Regions from separate parts of the Sus scrofa genome. Here region 2 is linked to region 1. Evidence: chromatin contacts called from public HiChIP or PLAC-seq data. All regions are on one chromosome and are shown on one strand. The core of a region is the stretch at or near the end of the contact, and the rest is flanking DNA. Distances in the headings are between cores, read along the strand shown. Region 1 has its middle 16 kb from the start of PDGFA. Region 2 overlaps SUN1 (SUN domain-containing protein 1).

Evidence for each region. HiChIP or PLAC-seq counts read pairs in DNA pulled down with a chosen protein or histone mark.
Region 2: an H3K27ac HiChIP or PLAC-seq map of alveolar macrophages shows a contact between it and region 1. The contact joins two enhancer-like sites. A contact is called at or near these places in 1 of 47 Hi-C or Micro-C datasets (retroperitoneal adipose tissue) and 1 of 2 datasets of contacts at active chromatin or transcription factors (alveolar macrophages).

The regions. Positions count from the first base shown.
Region 1 is chr3:336,322-340,730 of Sscrofa11.1, reverse strand. No RefSeq gene overlaps it. Among named protein-coding and RNA genes, the nearest start is that of PDGFA, 16 kb to the right of the region's middle. Within about 2 kb of position 2,325, at least 18 of the 83 cell types and tissues checked have an H3K27ac peak or open chromatin away from gene starts, as enhancers often do. A contact at or near this core is called in alveolar macrophages and retroperitoneal adipose tissue, where this site is marked.
Region 2 is chr3:497,396-501,804 of Sscrofa11.1, reverse strand. It overlaps SUN1 (SUN domain-containing protein 1), which reads right to left. Exons shown (of 24, transcript XM_021085939.1): 2 at 350-446. The coding sequence starts at 426. Among named protein-coding and RNA genes, the nearest start is that of SUN1, 14 kb to the right of the region's middle. Within about 2 kb of position 2,039, at least 42 of the 83 cell types and tissues checked have an H3K27ac peak or open chromatin away from gene starts, as enhancers often do. A contact at or near this core is called in alveolar macrophages and retroperitoneal adipose tissue, where this site is marked.

The sequences.
Region 1 (4,409 bases), core at 1,076-3,575:
CGTGAAAGCGTGCTTGTGTCTGCCTAAGACTACAAGCCGGCCGATTGTTCCTGCCCCATCGTGGCCCCCAGGCTGGTGCCAGGGGCGCTGTGCGGAAAGGGACATGGGGACGGGGTCCATGCGGACGAGCTGCGTGCTCGACCCCAGCCTCCGTCCGCGGGGCCCGGCTGCTCTAGGCTGGTCTGGGGGAGGCCCGACGTGGAGAAGCCATTTGATCCCGAGGCAGCTTCTGGGAGGGGTCAGCATGTGACCAGTGGGGGCCGGTACAGACAGCCCCAGAGGGCAGGTGTGCGTCTCACCTGGGGCCCCAGGACCTCAGGGGGCTGGACGCTCTGTTGGCACAGATATGTATTTTAAGAATAAGTAAAAGTGATTAAGGGTTGCAGGAGGGACATTTGGGAAAATTCAGGCTCTGGCTTGCACAGGCCAAAAAAAAAAATAAGAAAAACTTTGATCAAAGTCTCGTACCATCTGTAAAAGTGAACTCAAAACGGCTCCCAGACCACGCTGCCCAAAGCACAAGCAGTGAGAGAAACTGGACGAACTGGAGTCCTGAAAACTGAAATGTTTGCCCACGAAGGATCCTGCGAGGAAGGTCTTGTCAACCTGCACCCCCACCCCACACGAAGGGCTCCCCCAGGATGCAGGACCAGCCGTGAGGGCATGAGGTTGGGGAGATGCTCTCGGGGAGGGCAGGCAGCAAACACACACGGAAGACGTTGGCTCACTGGCCGCTGGAAAAGCAGATTAAGCCCCGGGAGGCGGTCCACACCCGTCAGAAGGGCCGAGGTGAGCAGTGGTGACAACGCCCAGGGCTGGCCAGGGGGCAGGGGAACGGGGTCGCTCACACGTGGCTGGTGGGGACGCAAACCGGGGCGGCCGCTCTGGTGATCGGTGCCTTCTGTCAAAAACCAAAATGAAGCCAGACGTGCAGCTGCCGTAGGACGGCCAGCGCAGCCCGGGCACTCACCCCAGAACCACGCAGCCCCGCTCCCGGGGACCCCTGCACGGCGAGGTCGCGAGGCCTCACCCACGGAACCGGAAACACCCAGACCTCCTCCGTGGGGGAGGCGCTGAGCGTGAGGCTCACAGCACGGACGCTCCTTAGTGCCGGGCGACCTCCAGAGAATGATGCCCGACCCCACGGGGTTGCCCGCATGTGACAGCACATGTGAGACATCCTCGAAGGGCCAGCATCAGGAACAGAGCAGCTCGGGGGAGGGCGGTCTTGCCCCGTGGGACGCCCTGCATCTCCGCTGGACCAGCGTCCCGTCCTGCTGAGGTCTTTGCAGGGGGGTCACACTGGAGGAGCCTGGGTGCAGGGTCCCCCGATCTCTCCGTGTGGGAGGGAAAGAGGAGCTGGTGTCTAGGGAGCAGGAAGGGGAGGCTGGAAGCAGGAAAGGTGGGGTGTGGGGTGGGATGTGGGGAGTGAGAGCCAGATCCTGCGAGACCCTGGGAAGGGGTCTGGGCTCCACTAGAAGGGCGGAGAGGAGCGGCTAGAGAGCTGGGCGCCAGGGTCAGTCTGCTTTCGGCCACAGAAGGTCCTTGGGAGTGAGTGGCGGGGTGAAGCTGCAGCTTCCCTAACCGGGGGGCGTTCCTGGGACAGGACAGGCGGGAGCAGAGGGGAAACCCAGGGGTCAGCAGGCCGCCCTTCCCTGCCCCAGGCCGCATTTGGGGCTCTGCCATTTGCTGTGTGGCCTTGGCGAGTCCCTTGACGTCTCTGGGCCTCGCCCGTCCCTGTCTAAAGTAGCCCACGAAAGCACCCCCCAGACTATACGTGGAAAAAGCCCCTCCCTGAGCTGGGTGGGCTCAAGTGGGGCTCAGGCAGGGCTGGGGCTGGTGGAACGGGGAGCACAGTGGCGGGGGTGGGGGCGTCCAGAGGGAGGGAGGGGTGCCTCTGTGTGGGGGCAGCCCCAGGGTGGCCCCCGAGCCTGGACAGCAGGCCGGTCCAAGTGCTCACTCATCCACTCGGAGTCACTGCGCCTTGTTCCTGACGCTCCTGACTCCCTCAGCATTTGGAACTCTGGCTGGAGGATCCAAGGACAGAAGCCATCAGGTGGCCGTGGGGCCCTCTTGCTGGGGGCTGTCCTGGGCTCCCGGTCCAGCTCTGCCCTCCACGGGCCTCGGGCACGTGCACTCTCCGAGCCTCTGCTCCTGTCTGAAGAAGGGGGCGGCGGGCCCCCAAAGTGTGGAGAAGTGAGGTCCTGTGGTCCCCAGCGGCCCCGGCAGGCCTGCTGGGCAAGCTGGGCCCTCAGTGGCCAGGCCCAGCCTCACCTCGCCCAGCTCGGTGGCTGAATCAGCCAGGCGGGGGTTGACTCACTTTGAGGTCAAGCACTTCCGCCTGGCCTGGCCGGCAGCTGGCGTGGGACCCGGGGGAGGGGTGGCTCCTCACAGGGTGGCTCGGTGCGGCCAGTCCGGCCGGGAGACCTGAGGGTCCTGCAGGCCTCAGCGGCTCAGACCGGATAGGTCCCTGGGGTCTGCCCTTGCCCTGCCAGGAAGCCTGTCCCAATGCCACCCACCCACTGACCTCTCGGGCCTCCGGGGGCGGGACCCAACTCCAAGATGCTGACTCATCTCTGCTCCGGCCCTGTCGTCTCCCCCGTCCAGGGCTCATCTGGTCTGGTTCTAACTGGGGCTCCAAGGGCAGGAAGGCCTCCTTAGTCTGTACACCTGGGCCCGGACACCCCAGCCCCACGGCGGGCTTGGGGACCCCCGAGGCTCCCGGAACCATTCGTGGCTCTTGCTTAACAAAGAAATCCTACGTTGCGCAGTGGATGTTTAAGTCCACACGTGCACTTTCCTGCAGCCACGTAGGCGCTGCTGCGTTTGCTTCTGCTGCTCCCAGCAGGGGCTCTGCTCTAGCTTGGTTTCAGGTCCGCCTCTAGGACAGAGCCCTGCGGCATTTCACTGGAGACCTCCCCTCCAGACCCCTCACCAACCTCAGCGCTCAAACAATCCTTTCGCTTGGGCAGCTGGAGAACAGGCTGGGGTACCACGGGAACACGCTGGACCACGAGCCAGGCGATCCCTGACCTGGGGTGCTGGCCTGCACCAGGGTCAGCCTCGGGTGGGCCGGTCCTGTTTCCTAGGAGCGCTGGGGCATCAGGCAAGTTCCTTCACGTCCCTGGGCTCCACCATCGCATCTCTAAAGTGGGGTGAGCAGTAACCGCTTCCTGGGGTTGGCTGTGCACGAGCCGGGTGGTGCGAGGAAGGCGCTGAGCAGGGAACCGGTGCCGAGGGAACACACGCAGACTGGGCACTGCTCTCACAGGGGAATCCGGCCACGCCGCACGCGTTCAGGACGAGAGCCAGGCGGCCCCAGGCTTTACCCAGACGGGGGCCATCGGGCCCGCGTGGCCAGGCCTGCCCCTCCCCCGCCACCTGCCCCGCAAGGCAGCGGCGGTGCTCCCTCCTGGGCCTGCCAGCAGGGATGCGTGCCCTCTGCCCCTTTCTCCTGCTCATGCAGAGGAACAGCCCCTGGGGCCAGGCTCTGAGAACGAGGGGCCCCCAATTTTGGGGAGACAGCGAACAGGTGCAGCGAGCCTTCGGCCAGTTTGCAAACGCTGTGTGACGTTCCCCGGAATCTGGTGGCTTCTGCAGGTGCCACTTGGGCCAGGCTGGCAGCTCTCTGTGCCAGGGCCCCGCCGTGGAGGCTTGAATCATGGGGGTGACTCACGGCTGGACACCCCCCCTTCCCTCGCCCTGGACGTGGCAGGGCCAGATCCCCACTCGGCCTGGAGCCCCCAGGAGAAAGGCTTCCAGGTGAGCATGAGCCGGCGCCACCTCCTGGGGCCTGGTGTCCCACGTCACGCAATGTCACCCCCACTGTCCCACCTGGACACAGGGAGGGGACGAAGCCCCCATTCGCCTCTTGACGGGAGAAGCATCAAAGAGTGTCCAGTCCTGTTTTGCTTTTTTTTTTTTTTTAGGGCTGCACCCACAGCACAGGGAGGTTCCCAGGCTTAGGGTGGAATCAGAACTGCAGCTGCCGGTCTACACCACAGCCACAGCCACATGGGATCCGAGCCGTGTCTGTGACCTACACCACAGCTCACGGCAACGCCGGATCCTTAACCCACTGAGTAGGGCCAGGGATCCAAGCCGAGTTCTCACGGCTGCCAGTTGGGTCCATTACCGCTGAGCCCCAATGGGCGTTCTTTGCAATCTTGTTTTAAAGTCTCCATTCCCTCCCAGTTTCCAGATCTTGGTCCAAACAGGCTTTGGTCAGAGGTCTGCTGAGCTCAGGATGCTGTGCCTTGTGTCTCGACGTCCTTGGGGTGGAGACCCTGTGTAGCTCAGGGTCCTGCTGTGGAGGCAGCCCAGCCCCTCCAGGACGTCCTTGTCCTGCTGTGTCCCAGCCCCATGCACTCAGTAGGCGCTCAAACATTTGTTGAATGACTGTATGATTA
Region 2 (4,409 bases), core at 790-3,289, 160 kb before region 1:
ATTCGACCCCGAGCCTGGGAACCTCCATATGCTGCAGGAGCAGCCCTAGAAAAGGCAAGAAGACAACAAAATAAAATAAAATACGCACAGTTAACATAAATCACAAAGCCCTACTGAAACCGAGATGCATTCCCGAGGTGGAGTCTGCGACGGGAACTCATCTGCAGGGATGAACCCCTGGGTCATCAGAGACACCTGGTTTTCAAAACGGCCTCGCAGTTTCCGCATCGCCTTGGCCGCTTCGTAAAGCCACAGCAGAACGTGAAGTTCACGGACAGCTACGCTTTCAGCGCAGAGAAGCCAGGCCCCAGCACCGCAGCAGCCAGAGGAACCCGCGGGCGCAGCTCACCTGAGTGCATACGTGTAGCCAGTGTTCTCGGGCACGCACTGGGGAGGGCTGTACATGTGGAGCCGAGAAAAGTCCATGGTCACAGGCTCACATCATACTGCAGAGGCGGGAAAAGCAAGGCAGCTGTTAAAAGGCTGGAACACACCTGTCTGTGTGGAGCCCTGTCTGCGGGGGCCGGCCCGATGCACAGGCGGACCAAGGGGTCACCGTCAGCCCTTTAATCAAACAAGACCAGGAGAGCAGGGTTTTCTGGGGGGGGTGGCTTTTGAATTTTTTCTCTTTTGGCCACCCCGAGGCCCAGGGAGCTCCCGGGCCAGGCATCAGATCCGAGCCGCAGCTGCAGCTCCCCGGTGCTGGGCAGGCAGCACGCCGCGGCCCAGCGCTCCCGAGGCCCTGCCGCCCCTGCGGCGCCACGGCGGGAGCATCGCAGGAGGAGTAGCCGATGAGCTGAAGGTACTGTTGATACTTTCGTTTTTCCCCAAAGGAGAACGCAGATTATTTTTAAATTGAAAAGTTTTGGGCACATTGTTTTTCAGGTTGTCATCTAGATTTCTTGGAATGACTCCAACTTTCCTCCGGCTAAAAATACTTACACAAACACTCCCCCCAAAAGCGCACGTCCTCATGAGTCACAACCTGCTCCCCAAAGATCAGGGAAGAGAAGCCATGACAAAAATACTCTGGTAGAGATGACTGCTTCCAGTAAAAGCCGAAAGTATTTAAATTCACCCCATGCTTCCTGAAACCACCCATTCTTTTAAAAATTAACTACCCACAGAAATAAAGACTATTGCCTATGTGTAAAAATATTGGGAGGAGTTTCCGTCATGGTGCATCAGAAATGAAACCAACTAGGAACCATGAGGTTGCAGGTTTGATCCCTGGCCTCGCTCCGTGGGTTAAGGATCTGGGGTTACCGTGAGCTGGGGTGTAGGTGGCAGGTGTGGCTCGGATCCCCGAGTTGCTGTGGCTGTGGTGCAGGCCGGTGGCTAGAGCTCTGATTCGACCCCTAGCCTGGGAGCCGCCATGTGCTGCGGGTGTGGCACTAAAAAAGCAAAAAAGAATAGAAAAGTAAAAAATAAATGTTGGAATTCCCATTGTGGCTCAGCAGGTTACAAACCTGACTATCATAAGGATGCGGGTTCGATCCCTAGCCTCGCTCAGTGGGTTAAGGATCCGGCGTTGCCGTGAGCTGGGGTGCAGGTCGCAGATGCCTCTCAGATCCCCCGTTGCTGTGGCTGCGGCGCAGGCTGGCAGCGGAAGCTCTGATTCGACTTCCATATGCCACAGGTGTGCTCCTTCGAAACAAAGAAAGAAAACCAACCAACCTGCTGTGCTACTTTCAGCTCTGCTCAGCTCTTGTGGCGACCCTGGCCCCCCAGCCCAGGTCAGCACTCATTCAACAAGTATGATTCATCCTACGAAGAGCTGTTAAAGTCTCTCGCTGCGAATAAAATTACCGTGACTGTTCAACCCACGTACTGATTCCGTACCTGTGCCCCTGGTCTACTCCCGCCAGCCTGGGGCCCACGTCCAACCACACAGACTCTGCAGGACAGGACACGAGGGCGGCCCCAGAGCCGGCCCTGAGCTTCCTTCCCGCCAACGCCACACAGCTCGACCCCTCCCGGCTCCAGCGGGGCCTCTGCAGAACCGAGCCACACCCCGGCGGCAGCGTAATAATGCTTCTGACTGTGCTAATGTTTGGTAATAACTCGCTAAGCAACCAGAACAACACCAACCCCCACTGCTGCTCATCCTCCAGAGCGGCCGACGGCTCAAAGTGCCCATTAGCTACGGACGAGCAAAACCCAAACTTCCTGCCCTCGGTGCCAAAGGCCACGTCCACGCCGTGTCCCTCTTCCCCACGTCCACGCCGTGTTTTACTCTGCCTGCATTTCGGACCATTAATTAGCCCCCAGTGAGAGCTGTTATAATTGCTGCTGCTTTCTGCCAACTCCTCCACACGTGGTAGGCGGTGCGTCCTTAGAGAACTGGGTATTTTCTGGGTGGCTGAGTGCCATAAACAAGTGACAGGTGCCCCAGAGCCAAGTCCTTCAGCTTTTAACTTCAACCTCACGACTGGACCAGACGCATCGGAGCATCCGGCTGAGAAGAGGGACGGAGGAGGCCTCCAGCTCTGCCCACCAGCTGACTGCCCCGGGCCGACACCTACCACAGAGCAGGCGGGAAGCTCTGTGATCAGGGTGGTGCCACCAGCAAGGCCGCTGAGGGACTGAAGGCGGCCCAGCGAGGACTCAGCACAGAAGAGGCAGTGAGAGCCTGGTGAGGAGAAGAGACGCAAGAACGTACAGCCTTTTCCTTTTACGTTTATGTGATTTTTTAAAATACTTATGAACTCTTAATTTTGCGGGGGAGGACCGCAGGTGCGGCATGTGGAGGTTCTCAGGCCAGGGGTCAAATGGGATTTGCAGCTGCCAGCCTACGCCGCAGCCACAGCAGCCCGGGATCCTGGCCTCGTCTGCGACCTAGATAGCAGCTCCCGGCCACGCTGGGTCCCGAACCCACTGAGAGAGGCCAGAGATCAAACCTGTGTCCTCATGGAGACTACTCAGGTTCGTAACCTGCTGAGCCACAGCAGGAACTCCACTTCTTAAGGTTCTAATTGAGGTACAGTTGATTTACACCGCCTCGGGTAGACAGCAAAGTGACTCCACACACACACACAGTCTTTTCACCCTTTTGCAGTAAGTTACTACCAGACAGGGAATACAGCTCCCTGTACTATACAGTAGGTCCTTGTTTATCTATTTCAGCCTTTTTATTTTAAAAAGTCACGTTAATATATTCTCACATTTTTGTCTACCTGAAAGGGAGGTATCGGTTTCTTTTTATTTTTTGTCTTTTGTGTTTTTAGGGCCGCTCCTATGGCACATGGAGGTTCCCAGGCTCGGGGTCGAATCGGAGCTGCAGCCGCCGGCCTACGCCAGAGCCACAGCCACGCGGGATCCGAGCCACGTTCTACGACCTACACCACAGCTCACGGCCACACCGGATCCTCAACCCATGGAGCGAGGCCAGGGATCGAACCTGCAACCTCATGGTTCCTAGTCAGATTCATTTCCGCCCTGCCAGGATGGGAACACCTCGGTTCATTTCCAATGCACAAGAAACAATTTTCAAACGCTGTCAGAGCTGCAGGACCAGCTATCGCCACCATGTCCACCCCAGTTCTTCCAGGCAGTGAGAGACAGCCGTGTGGCGCCGTCCCAGTCGGGCTTAAGGGAGAAACACTGCGCCCCAACCTCCAAAGACGTTTACCAAACCACGCCTGCTCTGAGCACCACCTCGCTGGGCCAGAATGGCCTCTCAACAAGCCCACACACAGCAAATGCGGGAGCGGGTGTGGAGAGAAGGGAACCCTCCTGCACTGCTGGTGGGAACGTAAGCTGGTGCCACCACTGCGGAAAAGCGTATGTCGGTCCCTTAGAAAACCACATATAGAACTACCACAGCATTCCTGTTGTGGCGCAGCGGAAACGAATCCAACTAGGAACCACGAGGTGGTGGGTTTGACCCCTGGCCTTGCTCCGTGGGTTAAGGATCCGGCGTTACCGTGAGCTGTGGTGCAGGTCGCAGACACAGCTTGGATCTGGCGTGGCTGTGGCTGTGGTGTAGGCCGGCAGCAACAGCTCGGATTAGACTCCTAGCCTGGGAACCTCCACGTGCCGCGTGTGCGGCCCTAAAAAGACAAAACGACAAAAAAAAAAACTACCACCATATGACCAGCAACCCACTCTTGGGCATATTTCCAGACAAAACTTTCCTTGAAAAAGACACATGCACCTATACGTTCACTGCAGCGCTACTCACAACAGCCAAGACATGGAAACAACCCAAATGTCCATCGACAGATGAACGGCTTAGGAAGATGTGGTACACATACACAGTGGAATACTACTCAGCCATAAAAAAGAACTAACTAATGCCATTTGCAGCAACATGGATGGAACGAGAGACTCTCGTACTGAGTGAAGTAAGTCAGACAGAGAAAGACAAACGCCATATGATGTCACTGATGTCACTTACACGTGGAATC